2 separate regions of the Sus scrofa genome follow, and region 1 is linked to region 2. A link is a contact called in public Hi-C data. All regions are on one chromosome and are shown on one strand. The core of a region is the stretch at or near the end of the contact, and the rest is flanking DNA. Distances in the headings are between cores, read along the strand shown. Region 1 overlaps LOC110256660 (a long non-coding RNA gene). Region 2 overlaps LOC106506013 (a long non-coding RNA gene).

Region 1 (6,282 bases), core at 1,378-3,877, 190 kb before region 2:
TGGAGACAGAACCTCCAGGAAGAGGCAAGAGTCTTCCTAGGACATTCTCCTACTGTTCAGCACAGGAGACTATATCCAGTCTCCTGGGGTAAAACATGATGGAAGACAATATGAGAAAAAATGTATGTGAATGATGGGGTCACTATGCTATAAAGAAGAAATTGACACAACATTGTAGGTCTACTATAATAAAAAAAAAACAAAAACACCCCACACTGGGACAGGGAAACAGAAAGATCTTTGTTGACCACAGAGCCATTATAACAGCCTAGATGACCTACCTCTGTACCTTTTTAATGAAAAAATAAATAAATTTCCATTTCACTTTTTTTTTTAAACCTTCCTAGGATGCTCTGAAACTGGGTCACAGGAGTTTTGTTTTGTTTTTTTTTAGAGGTAATGTTCTCATTTTCTTTTCATTTTTTAATCATTACTTTTTATGGACATAGAGTTGATTTACAATACCATGTTAGTTTCAGGTATGCAGCACAGTGATTAAGTTGTGTATGTGTGTGTACACACACATGTATACATCTTCAGATTTTCTTCCCTTATAGGTTATTATAAAATATTGACTATAGTTCTCTGTGCTAGCAGTAGGTCCTTATTATTTATCTATTTTATATATAGTAATGTGTATATGTTAATTCAACCTCTTAATTATCCTTCTCTCCACCACCTTTTCTCTTTGGAAACCATAAATTTGTTTTCTATGTCTGTGGGTCTCTTTGTTTTAGAAATAAGTTCATTTGTATCTTTTTTTTAAATTTTAGATTCTACATATAAGTGATATCATATTATATTTGTCTTTCTTTGACTAATTTCACCTAGTGTGATAATCTCTAGGTCCATCTATGTTGCTGCAAATCGCATTAGTTTATTCATTTTTATGGCTGAGTAATATTCCATATATTGTACCACATTTCCTTTATTTATTTGTCTGTTGATGGACATATAGGTTGCTTCTGTGTCATGGCTATTGTAAATAGTGCTGCAGTGAACATTGGGGTGCATGCATCTTTTCAAATTATTTTTTTTTCTGGGCATATGCCCAGGAGTGGGATTGTAGAATCATATGAGGGTTCTATTTTTAAGTTATCCGTAAGGAACCTCCATACTGTTCTTCATAGTGGCTGTACCAATTTACATTCCCACCAATAGTGGAGGAAGTTTCCTTTTTATCACACTCTCTCCAGCATTTATTATTTGTAGACTTTTTGATAATGACCATTCTGACCCATGTGATGTGATACCTCATTGTAGTTTTAGTTTTGATTTTTTCGAAGTGGCCTGAACCTTCCCTGTATCTATGGCATATTGTTAAATGAGAAAAGCACATTGCAGAGTAATGTTCACAACATAGTCCCCATTTTCCCTAACAAAATGCTCCTATATCTATGTTTATTGCTGTTATTATATGTTTGCAGAATTACCTCGGGTACTGGAGGAAGATAAGAAAAAAAGGGCAGAAAAGTAAGTCATTCCTAGTACAATGTGAAGGGAACATGAGTAATAATGCAGTTTGTTCCACACCATTACTGAAAATAGCCAGTCACCAAATGTGCCCATGCACAAGATTGCCAGGTAACACATTCAAAGACAATACTGATTTGTTGAGGTGATGGGGCTGTAGGTAATTTAGGTCTAGGCTTCCTTCCTTTTGTTGTTGTGGCTTTTGCTTTAAGGCAAACTGTCAAAACAAAGATTTCCCCTAAATCTGCATGGAATAGTTGTGTCTATAAGTGTATCACCAACAATGACACATCTGGACACAGAAGTTCCTCTCCCAGGCCTCTCAAGTCCCCTCTGTGTTTCTGGATGGGGAACAACCCATTCTGTTACCCTGTCTCCCACTCCACAGTAAACACTAAAAAAAAGGAGGGTGTCCCCTGGGAGCCTGAGGAAGGGTAGCGTATCCTCCCATTGAAAGGGGGCAGCTGCTGTTCCACTCGTGGAGATGGTTGCATTGCAGGATGGTGAGCCCAGTAGTTTTATATCTTCCAGTTCTTTTAGGAAAGCACAAAACTCTTTGTGAACATTCTATTTTCAATGATCAGCACTAAGTCACACCTGAAAAGATGGTATGCAAGTCACAGTAGATGGATTCACAATCACATGGCCATGAACCTTGAGGGGAAAGGGTCTAGTTCAATATTTGGACAGGAGCTCAGGAAAGTTCAGGCCTTTGCATCTTGGGTGGAACACAACACTGTGAGTGTGGTGGTAGGGTGGGATGGTTAGGATGGGGAAACTGAACATCAAGAGAATCACAAAGTCACATCTTGGAGGAGAACGGTAGCTGTGGACCCAGAAAAAGACATTGATGATATCTTCTGCTGATTTCAAAGTATTGCTGAATGTCTGTCTTTCCTCAGCTATTTATTCTCTCCTAGATCCACTGTTAAAATTGAACTGTGGAGCTCAAACTTTGAGAAGGTCACTTCAGTAAGGAGTGAAGCCATTCTCTCTCTAACCCTAAACACACCCGCACACACACACACACCCCACACACATTCCAAACATGTGAAAACATGGAATGTTTTTGTGCTCCTTTTATTACTTAAGAGTTGGACATGAGAATGAGCTGAAGAGGGAAAATACTACACTGCATCATCTCATGCTCTGAATTCCAGCATAATTCAAGCACCTCCCACTAAGAGTTGTCATGAAGCCTCTAGGCAGGACTGTTCTTAAAAGTGTTTTGACATGTGAGTATCTGTGGTATTCATTAAGCCCTCCTGGAAAGTTCTCCCTTAAAATACTCAAACTATCTCTCTCTTCAAGAATGAAGACGTGCATCTCCATCAAAAAGGTGAAGGTATAGCCTCCACCCAGCTATGTCTTAAAGGGCAAGAAAAGTAGGTTACCACATAGGGAGTAGAATTAAGTCAGCACCAGCAAGTATTCAAGAGGCAAGTCTTCTGTAGCTCGTGACTTAGTAGCAGCAAAACCCTCCTCCCCACTCTGCGTCTTCAGAAAAGGGCACAGAACTTCTGGAACATCATACTCTATTAATTTTGAAACGCTGCTGGAAATTACTGCTTTTAAACATTGCAATATTAAGATTTGTTCTGTACCGAAAACAGATATTCTTATTTTAGAAAGTGCTTCTTCACGAACTATCACAACATTCTTTTGCAAGGAACTAGCTAAAAGGGAGTCAAGTTTTTTCTGCATTGCAAGTCTGTCTCCTCTGTTCTGGTTGAAGCCAATAACTCATTTGATGCAGCCACAGACCAAGAATTTTGAAATTTCGGAAGCATCACTGGAATAGCATTTTCTCCATGATCCCAAAGACACATTTCTTGATCACACATTGATTACTACATCTCTAAATGGATATTTCTGGTACATTGTCTGTCTAGCAGGCATATATTCCCACCTATTTGTCTGGGTAATTTCTGGCTCCAGAAGAACATATGGGCCATATTCACAACTTCTAACCATTTTCAGTGTTTATTCCATCAAATTTCTTAAGAATTTTTTTCTATTTCCCTTCTGTCTCTCATTCTCTTCATTTTTCTTGAATGTGCTGATTAGTAATTCATTTTGGTAAAGCTCCAGTTTAAAAGTTGGTGGGGTAGACAAGCTCATTACTAAGAAAACGGTAAACCCACAGGCTGAAATTTTCATCTTTGCTGTCTTTTTTTTTTTTTCCTTTTTAGGGCCTCACCCTTGGAAATTCCCAGGCTAGAGGTCAAATAAGAGCTATAGCTGCAGGCCTACACCACAGTCACAGCAATGCAGGATCTGAGCTGAAATCTGTCACCTACATAACAGCTCACAGCTCTGCCAGATCCTTAACCCACTGAGCAAGGTCAGGGATTAAACCCACATCCTCATGGATACTAGTTGGATTCATTTCTGCCGTGTCACACCGGGAACTCCATGTCATTATTATTATTTTTTCTGTCATTGTTTTAACATTAATAGTTTATGTAGGAGTTCCCGCTGTGACTCAGTGGGTTAAGGACCTGACATTGTGAGGATTGGGGTTTGATCCCTGGCCTTTCTCAGTAGATTAAGGATCCAGTGTTGCAAGCTGCAATGCAGTTTGCAGATGTGGCTTGGTTATGGGGTTGCCACGGCTATAGCATAGGCCAGCAGCTCCAGTTCTGATTTGACCCCTAGGCAGGGAACTTACATATGCCATAGGCGTGGCCATTAAAAGTAAAATTGTGTAAATCACTAAGCATCCTCATGCTTTAGAGTCCCCACTAACCAAATGCAATAAAGGCAGTCTCCTCCTGCCAATTTAGCAAAAATAGTGTGGCAATGATTAATACATGTGAATTACTTTGAGACTCTTTGGAAAAATATCTGAGTTCTTGACCCTGCCAACAGCTCTGTTTGCTGCTCTGCACGTCACTTTGGTCACATTGATTGTCCTTTGCTTTGGTTTCTCCATCTGAACAACCTGAGTAATTCTTTCTCTACCTATTTCATAGAGTTGACTGGGTCTCAATAGGCAGTTGTGATACTTTGAAAAGACAAACACTACTGAGAATTGAAGGCAGTGTGGCCTGGCTTATGGAATAGAAATAGTAATGAACACTGTGGTTATTAATGCCCTGTGAGGTGCGGGTACCCATGCTTTGTGTTAAAATTACGTGATCTCGTAATCTTTGCACTGTCTCTGCAATTGTGATCTGAGGAGCTCTATTTTTATGCATATAATAGAAACTAGGGTGTGGTGTGTGAAAACTAATTTATGGCCACCAAACTAGTAAGAGCCTAAACTGGAACTTGAACCTCATTTGTGAGTTTTTGAGTATTTCTTTTTACTTTAAAAATGGCTATGTATTGACTTATATTAATTGTTATTCATCATATTGGTGTTGGTACAATTATCTTTTGTTACAAAATTTTTGGAACATACAGCAATCTGGCCTAAACTACTGCATGTCATCTGGTCATGCATCAAAGAAGGCATTAACTTCAGAAACACCTTGAGGGCCAAAAAAGGAGTGGAGTGTGGCTTCTAATGAGGGTTAAAATATAGATGCCACTAGGAAGTGCTGGCCCTACCTAATCTTTCATGATAGAAATCAGAACATTGATGACTGGGGGCCAGACTTAGTGGAGGGTAAGCTTAGAAAAGGCACAGGGGAAACTTTGGGGTGATAGCGGTGTTGTATGTCTTCCTTGTGGTAGTGGTTACACAGGGCCATTCATTTATCAGAATTCACTCTCTACATTTGCAATGGGAACATTTACTGTAGATATATTATGTCTCAATAGATTTGACTTTTTAAAATACAGGTACCATTATCTGCTGACTATCTGAGGAGGCAAGCTCCTTCTCCTATCTCTGTCTTAGCTTCCTTCTATGAAAGTGGAGATACTAGATGAATCCACCTCCAAAATGGTGGGGAATATCAAATAAGATAAGCTATATAAAGAGCTTACTGTCAGACTTGTTCAGAGTGAGCCCTTGACACATGCTTATTGGAAAAAAAAATTGTCAGTGTTCTCCTAGGTGTGGAAGAATCAGTGGTCAATGACAATTTCTGCCCTCAAGGCACTTGTATTCTAGACTGGAGGAGGCAGATAAAGGCAAGCTGACAAAGAAATGACCAAGATGCATTACATCACAGGAAGAGCTACAAAGCCAGTGAAACAGTGATGTGATAATAACTGAGAAGGGTGAACACTTCCATGAGTGGTCAGCAAAGAAGGGTATAGGGAAGTGGCATTTCAAATGACACCTAGATAATATCAAGAAGGTAGCCCCCGGAAATTCTGGAATCACGTGTTCAGGCACAGAGGGCAGAATGTGCAAAGGACCTAAAAGTACAAGCGCAGTTCCCATGAAGGAGCCAAAGTCTGGGGGAGATGTCTAGGATGTGACTTTGGAAATCTCAGGAGCTGGGCAATTCCTCTCCCTAATGGGAAAACCCGGAGGAAATTCAGCACTGGATGAGGTGTTCTGACTTGCATTTAAAACAATTTCTTTGATTTTTGTGGAAAGTCTGGATTCTCAAAAGGCAAGAGAAGCTACAAGGACAGAAGGCAAGAAATGGTGGTGCTTGGATGAGGATGGTAGGAATTAGTGACGGTAAAACATGGCCAGATTTGGGATCTAAGAGTAGAAAAAGCAGAATTGCCAACAGTTTGGATGTGGCAAGAGATAGAGAAATCATTTTTTGGCTTAAAGAATGAGGTGCTATTTACTGGCTTGACATTTACTGATATTTAGTTATAATTATACTATTTTTTTCCTGAGCAGCCACTTGCTGAGCTGTTAGGTATTGTAAAGGGCTTCTGGGCTGACTACTGATC
Region 2 (5,916 bases), core at 3,009-5,508:
AAATAACATTAAATCACAAAATAAAATCGTACATTTGTATGCCAATTCCCTTTTTTCCCTTTTTAAAAACACACTTTTAAATTTTATAATGATTTACATAAAATTTGCAAAGCCTGTACACCCCTTATCTGTTTACCTCTTGTTAATATCTATTACTACCAACCAAACTCTAGACTTCATTGAGACTTAACTAATTTTCTACTAATGTCATTTTTTGTGTTCCAAGATTCCCATCTGGGGTACCATACTCCATTTAGTCATCATGTCTCCTTAATTTCCTCTGGTTTGTGACAGCTTCTCAGTCTTTGCTTGTTTTTCATGACCTTGATAGTTTTGAGAAGTACTGGTAGGGTATCCTGCCAAATGTCCTTCAATTTGGGTTTCTTAGATGTTTTTCTCATGGCTAGACTGGGGTTATGGGTTTTGGGGAGGAAGACTAGAGAGATAAAGTATTATTCTCATCACATCATATCAAGGGTATGTACAACAACATACCTTATCACTATAATTTTAATCTTGACTTCACTGTTCTTCTACAGAGCAATTTCATATTCATTACCTCAGGTGGCTCTTCTAAGAATCATGGTGTATATAAGGCTGGCATCCTCAGCTCCATTTTACAAAGGAAGACTTTGAGGTAGGGGCTGTAACTAAGGCATTATAATTGCTGCTGCATCAGTCTCTTCATAGCAGCTTGACCCCTCTTCTAAGTCACTCTTAAAAGAAGCACTTATAAAAAGCAACGCCAGGATTGGTGGTTTCTTGCGAGCACTAGGACACAAGTTCAACCCCTGCCTTGCCCAGGAAAGTGGGTTAAGGATTCGGTGTTGCCACAGCTGCAGTTTAGGTCATCACTGTGGCTCGGATCTGATCCCTGGACTGGGAATTCCATATGCCACAGGGCGGTGAAAGAAAAAAAAAAAAAAAGCAATGTCTTAGAGTTCCGTAGTGGTTTAAGGATCTGGCATTGTCACTGCTGTGGTGTGGGTTTGATCCATGGCCTGAGAACTGCAGCATAACAAGGGCTCCCCCAACCACCCCCCTGCCCTGCGCCCCTGCAAAGCAACATCTTAAAATGCTTTCCAGTATATATTCATCTTCCTGCTCCTGTGGTTAAGAATTTTCATGACTGTAACTATAAACCTAGGCCTATTTGGACAAATACAAAATGGATCAAAATGTTCAAGGAACCAATCAAATAATGACCAATAATAAACTATACACTAATCATGATTGAAATTCACATTTTGAATGAACTTTCTTTTTTCAAACTGATTATTTTGTGTTCGATTGTCATAATCCCTTTTCATTTTTTTTTATTAAATTATAGTTGATTCACAGTGTTGTGCCAGTTTCTGCTGTGCAGTAAAGTGACCCAGTCATACCCATATATACATTCCCTTTCCTACATTATCTTCCATCATGGTCTATCCCAAGAGATTGGATATAGTTCCCTATGCTATACAGTAGGGCCTCATTGTTTATCCATTCTAAATGTAATGGTTGGGGTTAGTAGATACTTTATTACCTTAAGAATTCAAGCCTTCTTAAGTAGATCCCCAAAATCCTTTAAAAGAAATTTTTTTCCTCATCTGTAAAACAGGCTTGTTATTTACAAACAGATATAACATTTTGGGTGTGTAGAAATGCTGCTCACTTTTCAGTCAGATAGGGACTGACTGACTACTGCAATGAACACTGGAGACACCAATAACAAAAATAATCATTATTATCATAGCAATATTAATAATAGCTAACATATTTAGTTCTTACTATAAGGCAGGATCTGGGCTAAACGATAATCTCATTTCATCCTCAAAATCTATGGGTTAAGTGCTACTTATATCCTCATTTTGCAAGTGAGGAAACTGAGGCTGAGAGAGATAAACACCCACGTTTGCGCAGATCGTATTTTTGAAAAAAGTTTTATTGGAGTACAGGCGACTCACAATGCTGTATACAGATCATATTCTTGAAGCAGTTTGGTAGGGCTGCCATAACAAAATATCTGGACGGATGGCTTAAAAACAGATATTTACTTTCTCACATTCCTAGATCACAGAAAGCCCAAAATCAAGATGTTGGCAGTTTTGTTCTCATCTGAGGCCTCTCTCTTTGGCCTGCAGATGGTCACTTTCTCCCTGAATCCTCACAGGGCCTCTCCTCTGTCACATGCATCCCTGTTGTCTCTGCATCCAAACTGCCTCTATTTATAAGAACACCAGTCAAACCATATTAGGATCCACCTTAATGGCTACATTTTTAAAAAATTTAAATTTAATGGAGTATAGTTGACTTAGAAAATTGTCTTAATTTCAGGCATACAGCAAAGTAAAACAGTTATAAATATATCTATTTTTTTCAGATTATTTCCCCATATAGGTTATTACATAGCTTTGCATAAATTTCCTCATACTATATAGTAGGTCCATGTTACCCATCTATTTTATATATAGTAGTGTGTTTATGTAAATCCCAACGCCCTAATACAACCCTCCCCACCACATTTCCTCTTTGGTAACCATAAGTTTGGTTTCATAATCTTTGAGTCTGTTTCTGTTTTGTAAGTTCTTTTGTATCATTTTTATTAGATTCCAAATATTAGTGATCTTATATTTGTCTTTGTCTGACTTACTTCACCTAGTATGATAGGTCTGTCCGTGTTGCTGAAAATGGCAGTACTTCATTCTTTTTTTATGGCTGAGCAAATTCCATTGTGTATATGTACCACATATTCTTTATCCAATCCTCTGTTGATGGACATTTAGGTTGCTTCCATGTCTTGGCTATCGTATATTGCTGCAATGAACACTGGGGTGCCAGTATCTTTTCAAATTATGGTTTTCTCCAGATATATACCCAGCAGTGGGATTGCTGGATTATACAGTAGTTCTATATTTAGGTTTTTAAGGAACCTCCATAATGTTCTCCAGAGTGGTTATACCAGCTTACATTCCCACCAACAGTGTAAGAGTATGCCCTTTTCTCTGCACCCTCTCCAGCACTTATTGTTTGTAGACTTTTTGATGATGGTCATTCTGACTGGTGTGAGGTGATACCTTATTATAGATTTGATTTGCATTTCTCTAATGATTAGTGATGTTCATCATCTTTTGATGTGCTTTTTGGCTACTCTGTCTTCTGTGGAGAAATGATATCAAAACTAGCTATTGTGAGAAAGGAAAAGTAGGATATTGAAAATGTATTTGAAATTAAGGAAACAGCAACTTGAAAGCATCTTGCATATATACAGAATGCTATATCGAAACCTCATGGGAATGACTAACTAAAAGAGAACAACAGACACACACATTTAAAAAAGAAAAAGAAATCCAACCACAACACTAAAGATAGTCATCAAATCACAAGAGAAGAGAACAAAAGAGGAGGGGAAGAAAGAAGTCTAACATCAACAAATCCAAAACAATTCAAAAATGGCAATATGAACATATATATCAGTAATTACCTTGAGTGTAAATGGATTAAATGCTCCAACCAACTGAAAAACACAGGCTGGCTGAATGGATACAAAAACAAGGCCCATATATATACTGTCAACAAGAGACCTACTTCAGATCTATGGACACTCAAGAATGAAGGTGAGAGGATAGAAGAAGACATTACATGCAAATGGAAATCAAAAGAAAGCTGGAGTAGCACTCCTCACATTAGCTACATTTTAATTTAATCACCTCTTTAAAGACCTTCTCTTTTCTTTAACAGCTCAATTTTATTTTTAAAAATTTTTATTATAGTTGATTTACAATGTTCTGTCAATTTCTGCTCTACACGAAAGTGACCCAGTTTTATAGATAGATAGATAGATAGATAGATAGATAGATTCTTTTCTTCATACTCTCTTCTACCATGTTTTATCCCAAATGATTGGATATAGTTTCCTGTGCTATGTAGCAGGACCTCATTGCTTATCCATTCTATCCATTCCATCCATTCATGTAATAGTTTGTGTCTACTAATCCAAAACTCCCAGTCCATCCCACTCTCTCCCTCCCCGCTTGGCAACCACAATTCTGCTTAAAGACTTTATCTTGAAATCCAGTTACATTCTGAAGTACTAGGGGTTAGGATGTTAACATGTGGATATTGGGGAACATAATGCATCTCATAATAGGAAGAGTGACTCAAAACCAAGCTTTGACTCCAAAGCCAAAAATCTTAACTATTTAGCTATCCTCAGAGGTGACTCTTACACTATTCAGGGTGATAAAACCACCAACATTTTTAGACTTATCATCACAGCCAATCATACAGTGTTCCCACTGATCTATGAAATTCTTTCACATGATATGATGAAGCACTGAGCTCATACCAATAACATTTTTTACTGCTTTATTATTTACCCCACCATTTACAAGCAGCTGGCTTTAGAAGAAGACTCAGCTGTGATACCAGCTAGGGAATAACTTATTTCTGTTTTGGGGTGTTTTTTATTCAGCCTTCACTCCTATCTTCATTTGCTTACTCAACAAATATTTACTGCGTGTCTGCTACATTATGGGCATTTTTCTAAGCACTTTAGAAACATCAATCAATTTAATTTTCATAACACATGAAGGACCTCATGATTCTTCCTTTATAGGTGAGAAGCCAAGGCTTAAAAAGAGATTAAGTAACTTGCCAACAATCACTTAAGAGGTGGTGCCAAGGTTTGAAGAGGGCATCTTGAAGGCAGCCTCACTCCAGACCTTCACCCATACTTTAGATTTTTCTTCCTTGCTAGCTGTTAAAGTGTCTTAAGATTGATAATTACCAACTACTTTTTTTTTAAAGAAGAGTAAATTACTAACTTAGAGCTCTATTTTTTCCTCTCCTATTACATATAATGTGAAACAGTTGCAGTTACAGTTCCTATTTAATCCACACATTTTGGAACAGTAAATACACCTGTGAGTTTTCTGGTTCACATTTGGGAACTAGGAGCTAAGACTTCACCTTAGAAATAATGGAGAAGATCTTTGAGCCAAAAAGGATACAATTGAAACAGCGCTATAAAGCATGAGGGGATGGATCAGGAATTTTGAGAAATCTCAGGAAAATCAAACACAGATAGGATTGAGTCAATGGAGAAACTATAGCAGAAGAAAACAACCTCAGATAACAAAGGCGAGCATGGTTCTTTCTATGAGAGACTTTAAGAAGGTGAAGTCATACCAGCAAGTGCAAAGAGCAACTGCACTCAAAATATTATTCAATAACTATATTCAGACTGTCTACATTGGGGACCATCTCTACTCCTTACCTAGAGTTACCAATGATCTCAAGCTAAAATCTAAGTAATGTTCATTAAAGGAAGATGGGGATGAGACTGCTAGTAAGGGTGTAAAGAGAATCAGTGCATCCTTGGGGCTGGATGTGGATGTTTGCAGCAGCGAGGTCTTTGAGGAACACTCCTTACTTACACCACCTTACACCACTGCCTGCTTGTGTGTGTGTGTGTGTGTGTGTGTGTGTGTGTGTGTGTGTGTGTGTGTTAGAGTGACGTCTGAATAGGACCAAAATGGGGCTAAGGGAGATATGAACATTATTAGGAGGTTGTGGCTTTTGAGACCAGCCTGTAACTTTGGTAGCTCTGGAAGCAGATGGGACTTTGGATTGCAATGCTATTGGGAGGCCATAGGTAGGTCCATAATTGACGCACAATATTTAGATAGTATCAGGCAGGGACATGCTTGGCATCATAAATGTAGGACATGTGCATGTCACTCCAGGGCTGAATGGCACTAGATGTATCAGTCAAAGTGCCTGCCATGCCTCCTTCCTCTCTGCTAAAACTGCCATACCCAGAAGTAAGCATAAAGGCTGCTTTCTTGACGGATGAAGAAAGTAGCTCTAAATTGGTCTTTGTACAGGCACTATCAATGATTGGTCTACAGTCAATCAATAGCCTTCTCAGTG

What was found. Hi-C and Micro-C count contacts between places; a contact is called where the count stands out from the background.
Region 1: a Hi-C map of embryonic fibroblasts shows a contact between it and region 2, with 2.1 times the contacts expected there. The contact joins two enhancer-like sites. A contact is called at or near these places in 1 of 47 Hi-C or Micro-C datasets (embryonic fibroblasts) and 1 of 2 datasets of contacts at active chromatin or transcription factors (skeletal muscle).

Annotation. Positions count from the first base shown.
Region 1 is chr14:65,118,271-65,124,552 of Sscrofa11.1, reverse strand. All of the region lies in intron 1 of LOC110256660 (a long non-coding RNA gene), which reads left to right. Among named protein-coding and RNA genes, the nearest start is that of C14H10orf107, 32 kb to the left of the region's middle. Within about 2 kb of position 2,627, at least 3 of the 83 cell types and tissues checked have an H3K27ac peak or open chromatin away from gene starts, as enhancers often do. A contact at or near this core is called in embryonic fibroblasts, where this site is marked.
Region 2 is chr14:64,928,738-64,934,653 of Sscrofa11.1, reverse strand. The region is part of intron 4 of LOC106506013 (a long non-coding RNA gene); the gene reads right to left. Among named protein-coding and RNA genes, the nearest start is that of TMEM26, 6.2 kb to the right of the region's middle. Within about 2 kb of position 4,258, at least 3 of the 83 cell types and tissues checked have an H3K27ac peak or open chromatin away from gene starts, as enhancers often do. A contact at or near this core is called in embryonic fibroblasts, where this site is marked.